Regions from separate parts of the Anas platyrhynchos genome. Here region 1 is linked to region 2. A link is a contact called in public Hi-C data. All regions are on one chromosome and are shown on one strand. Each heading gives the region's core, a stretch centred on a gene start, on an enhancer-like site or on the middle of the called end of the contact. The rest is flanking DNA. Distances are from core to core; before and after follow the strand shown. Region 1 overlaps LOC106014344 (a long non-coding RNA gene). Region 2 has its middle 18 kb from the start of LSMEM1.

What was found. Hi-C and Micro-C count contacts between places; a contact is called where the count stands out from the background.
Region 1: a contact with region 2 is called in a Hi-C map of subcutaneous adipose tissue, with 3 times the contacts expected there. The contact joins two enhancer-like sites. A contact is called at or near these places in 5 of 8 Hi-C or Micro-C datasets (F5 follicle, liver, skeletal muscle and 1 more).

The regions. Positions count from the first base shown.
Region 1 is chr1:28,604,224-28,606,923 of IASCAAS_PekinDuck_T2T, forward strand. It overlaps LOC106014344 (a long non-coding RNA gene), which reads right to left. Exons shown (of 3, transcript XR_011807019.1): 2 at 264-2,700. Among named protein-coding and RNA genes, the nearest start is that of IFRD1, 7.6 kb to the left of the region's middle. Within about 2 kb of position 1,313, at least 7 of the 8 cell types and tissues checked have an H3K27ac peak or open chromatin away from gene starts, as enhancers often do. A contact at or near this core is called in subcutaneous adipose tissue, where this site is marked.
Region 2 is chr1:28,565,734-28,568,433 of IASCAAS_PekinDuck_T2T, forward strand. No RefSeq gene overlaps it. Among named protein-coding and RNA genes, the nearest start is that of LSMEM1, 18 kb to the right of the region's middle. Within about 2 kb of position 1,443, at least 6 of the 8 cell types and tissues checked have an H3K27ac peak or open chromatin away from gene starts, as enhancers often do. A contact at or near this core is called in subcutaneous adipose tissue, where this site is marked.

The DNA.
Region 1 (2,700 bases), core at 63-2,562, 38 kb after region 2:
TGGGAGGCTGTTTCCAAAAATCAGTTTTCCCTTTACCAGAACAATTTATTCATGTGTAGCATTTATCAGTTTGTCCTGCTGATAAACCTGACCTTCACCTCTTCTGTGGTGTTTACTCTCCTGAGAGCAGCTGGCCACTTTCTCAAACTTAGTTTTTGAGGGCACAGTGTAGGGCAATGTTCTCTGCATGTAGCTTAAAGTATTTAAACTGTCTAATTTTGGAGCTTTGTTAGAACTTAGGCTGAATGGCTGGAGATACCCACCTCTTTCCATCAGCTGCAGGAGTCCCAGGTGACATAGCTGTGAAGTTTCTGAGGATGGGGAGTACAAATCCAGGCTTTAATGCTGTTGTTCTTTATCTCTTGACATCTTTCTCTGCACAGGTTCTGATGAGAATTTATCTTTCATGGTTAAAACACAGTATTCCAGTATTCCCGATAAAGTCTCATCACTGTCATCAGTAGCTTTCATACTTCTATGTCAGTCAGAAATACCCTGAAAGAGTTGCCAGCATGTTAACTTTTAACAGGCCTGAATTCTGCACTGTTTCCCTCCTCACCACTTACAGTTCATTAACTCTCTAGTTTAGACTTGAAATTCACGTTAGTCTGAAGTCCATGATGTTTCACTTCAGATTATTAAATTTTTAAATTATTACTTTATTTCTGTCAGCCCAGATCTTAAAGTGAGTTCTTCTTGGGCAATATTTTCAATCTTGTCTATAAAGAAATCACCTGCCACTTCACACGGCAATTTTACGTTTCATTAACACCCTCTTGGTTTTTGTGTCCTTGCCATCCGTGGCAGCAGTGGTCTGCCAGCTCCCAAGAACAAGAAATTCCTGTCAGAAGCTCTCGCTCTGTGCTGAACAGTCACCCACTTGTTGCCTATACGTTTGCCACGCTGCCCAAATAGCAAACATCAGAAGGTATAATTTCTTAATCATAAAGCTGTTCTTGGAACAGAGGGAAATGTGACAATAAAACTGTTATCAGCTCTTAGGAAATCACAGCCCTATTAGCATTCAGTCAGAGGAAACTGCTGCTTATTTGAAAGATGATTATTTGATTGCTGCTTATTTGCAAGGTGATTTCTCACTGCAAGTTGCACCGAAGCTGCTAGGATCTGCCAAAGCCCATGCTCCACGGTCTCAATAACATTCAGACCTCGTACTTCTCTTTACACCAAAACTGGAAATATGAAGTGTGGTTAACTGGTGGAGGGGAAAGATTGTTTCAGCTGCTGGTTTACAGTGCGGTGGTTGAGCAAGATAGGGTGAGGAGTGATAAAGGTCATTTCCAAGAAAGGGAGAGTTGATGTTTTTCTGTAGTATCAAGAGGGGTGGTAGACACACGGCTTTTAGTCTACCGAAGTCCAAGGAATGATCAGATTGTACACCCTGTGGGGCCTCAAAGTCCTGTCATACCCCAGATACTTTTGCATCCCTGCATTCCTGTTCCCCACAGGATGACCAAGTGCTCCCTTTCCATCTCTCAAGGGATCTTCATGATGCTGGAAGATTTATGTTTATACTTACATTTCGAGGGGTGCACATTCCAGCTACTGGTGAAGCTGCTGGACATGCTAAATAGAAGCTCCGACTGTCACTCTCTGGTGATTGTTCTCAACATCAGGCATTTTCTGCCTGAGGATGTTTGTAACATTCCTCCAATATTCTAGAAATGACTGAATGCGATGTAGTAAAGTTATCGCATTACAGGTGAGCATGAACAAACTGACGTGGGCATGACGTTATGTGCGGGCCCTGACTTCAGTGCCCAAAGGTGAGGACACATTCCTGGATGCAAAAGCTGCTTTAACCTTCCAGGCAGTGATGAATAAAATGTAATAAAGCAAATTGCTAGTGCTTGGTCAGCATTTAATCAATAGGGAGCTACACAGAGTGGCTTTTGCACTACTGGGAAACACATACACATTGTAGAGGAACTGGATGGCCCTTTCTGGAAGAAAACAGAGAAAAGCAGGTGTAAGTGGAGCAGAAAAACAATGCAACCCCTACAGAAATGTCTCATGCAATCTGTGGAGCACAGGGAATGTATAGGGCAATAAAGTTTAGGATTTCCAGGTACCGTCAATGCCAGCCAAGAATAATGACTCATTCAAGAGTGTGTAAGAGGTGCACTTTGAAAATAAGAATGTGGGCAAACAGGTACTGGCACGGCAATGCACACAACAGTTTGTTTAAACACTATCTTTCCTAACCAGCTGCTCGCTGACACGTGACAAGCCACGGACCTTTGCCAGGCCCCATGGCCTGCGTCTCCTGGCCCGGCCCCTTGCTGTGAAACCCTCCTCAGCTCCCAGCCAGGCTTCCTGATACTGCAACAGGCCCAGCACAAGGACCTTAAGAGAGAAAGAGGAAGAAGGAATTATTATTTGAAAAAAAAAAAAAAAAAAAAAGAAGAAGAGAGAACTGTGTGTCATGCAACAGTTTCATGCTGAGCGTGTGGATGACTAAGCCTCCACGCTGGAGATCCCCCAGCTCACTTCCTCACGCACGGCCCAGCCCACTGAAAATACTGCCTGCGTAGCCATTGAAAATGGCATCCCTCACGCAGGAGGCAGAGGCCCCTCTGTGGTCCCCACGCTGTCACCTTGGACAGCCACAGGCAGCAGGAGCGGGCATGGCACCACATTCCTGGGAGGCTTCTGGGCCCCGTAAGCGTGCGTCTGACGGGA
Region 2 (2,700 bases), core at 193-2,692:
AAAAACTGATGTAGTTATTTCAGTGAGATGACAGAAACTCGAATTATGAATCCTAGATTCTTATAGCAAGGGAAATGATGGTCTATAAAACATAATAGCTTCTTGAAGGATCTTTATTGAAAGAAATGGCTTTATCTTCACTAGCTGTAAAGGGTATTGTGAAGGGTTAAGTGGCATAAGAAATTCTCCATCTCAAAATGAGTGGATAGATCACTGATACATAATTGCACCTTGCATTATAATCAAGAGGGTCTACATCTCCCCAAATCAATGGATACGCCTATCACCTTGTCAAAGTAATGACTTAAGTGTGTGTGTCCATGTCAGTGGTTGTCTAATAGATTTAGTTGTGTTTTCCATTTGTGTGCACGTGGCCAGTCTAATCAGTGGCAAAACATTTTACCACAGATCTGAAGGAAGGAAAAAAAGACGCCGAACAGACCAGGGGACCCCAGCCAAACTTTGGTCAGAAAACACTCCCCCTTCAAGGCTCTATGAGGCAGCCTACACTGTTCAACAGCAGCAACCAAGGCAGCAGCCGGACCCATGCACTGCAGAGCTGCCCCCAGCTCCCCAAAGCCATGGGCCCCTGCCTTGCCTCGCCCGGGCACAGCTGCCCTTCCTTTGGGTTCACCACAAGCCCTTTCCCTCACACAGCCCGCTGATCTGCCCAAAGTGACCATGTTGGCAGTGAAAAGGGACGTATAAAAGTGCAGGGACATTTGAAAAGATGCATTGAGCTGCTGAATTCCTTCTTAGACTTGCTCATGAGCCCCTAGGTATGCTGCTGTAGGATGCAGCAGAGTTGCTTCAGTTATCTGGGGTAACAAAGTCAGTGCTGACCAGATTGCAAAATACTCACAAATTTGTTTTTCTTATATTCACATTTCCCTCTTTTAATTTTTAAGCTAATGTTTTTGATCTGCTGAACTTTTGCCAAAACTCCTTGCTCTTTCTCCAAGCCCGGCAAGGAGATGACTTGACAATTTCCATGGAAATGATAGCAGCAAGCATCTAAAAACTTATTAAAAAGGCATTGTGGCTGCCCTTGGAAGGGAAAAAAAAAATAAAAAAAAGAGTCACTGAAGGAAAGCCGTCGCTGCCTGGCAGCAGCCACCAGCCAGCAGTGCCCTTTCGGCTCAGGCGCACAGAGGCGTTTCATTCCTCCTCGCACCCGACATTTCGCCGCCATCCTATCGGCGCCTGCAGCCTCGCCGTGGCCGTGCCCTGGCGGCCGGCCGAGTGCCTGGCTCCACGCTGGGATTACCCGGCTGAAAATTGCCCTCACTCCTCCCCAGCCCGCGGTCAGCGCCACGCTCTGAGGCGCCCCTCAGCCCCGCCACCCGGCCCCGCCGCCATTTTCCCTCGCCGGGCTCCCCCTGCCGCCGGGCTCGGCTCAGCCCCGCCGGGCTGCTCCGAAATGGCCACCAGGGGTCGCCCTGCGGCAGCGAGAGGCGGCGGGAGGCTGGCGGTGCCCTGAGGGCCCGGCAGGACGAGGGCAGCCGGTGGCAGACCCTGTCTTTGCCTCAAGCCCACCGCCTTCCCTCACACCCACAGCTTTCCCCTCACGTTAGCCAGCCCCTGACATATCCGCTGTTGTCTGCCAAGAGATGCAGACCCTCCTGCCCTGGTCTCCTCTCTGTAAGAAGCATTTGAGGAAAGACCTTAAAGAGAGTGCTCAGGGACAGGAGGGCGTTTGGTAGGGCAGATACAAAACATTATGAAGCAACATCTCGGAGATTCAGGTGGCTTTCTTGTCAGCTTATCCCGATTTTTTGCTGTGATCACTCTTCCTCACGGAAAAGACCTAAATGAGTCAGTCAGTGCTTATTTATAGCTGCTGAATCAGTTTAGTGCATGTCATCTGCTGCCCGTACACTTGGACAAGCTGACTCAGTCGCTGCCAGTGGCATCACGGCCCTGTGGGCCCTCCTGCCTGAGGTTTTTGTACGAGATAAGCAGCAGATGAGGTAAACCAGGCACAATAAAACTACAGGTTAGGTTGTGCAAGAAGCAGTCTTAAGAAAACTTTCCTTCCCTACCACAGCGAACAGATTGGTTGATACTATTCAAATAAATAAATAAATAAGCCACCTACATCTAAAATCCTATTAAAATAATATTAGGAAGTTCTCTTTGTTACTATTAGTTTACAGGTACCAAGCTTTTTCCCTCATTATCTAGTTATTTAACTTGCTCCAGGATGCAAAGTCAGTTGGTCACTGACGATGCATAAAAAGAGCTAGAATCCTTGTCACGCTTGCTGTTGAAATATCAATTAAAAATAACCCTCGTATCTACCCATATGATTATGAGAACCCAGAGGGAGGTTTTCTGATGAAAATGCTTCAGTGTTCCCTTAAGGGGAAAAAAATAAATAAATAAAAAATAGAGCATTCAGTAATAGTTAGGAGTTAATTAATCAGCCACAAGCTCTTGCAGAGGAGCAGAGTGTCTGAATTTGAAAATTTGATGTCACCTTGTAGACAAGCAATATTTTCCAAAGTCAGTTACGTGGTGCAGAAGATATTGAGATTAAATGAGCAGTGCAGAACATGAAAAACAAACCCATAATTATTAATAGATTCTTAAATTGGCAGGTGATAGATTTTTAAATTGTCCTTTCACCCTCTTGTGTAAGTCGGTTTGCCTCACATTGATAAATTAGCAGCAGCACTGTGCTGAGCCTGTTTCCACTGG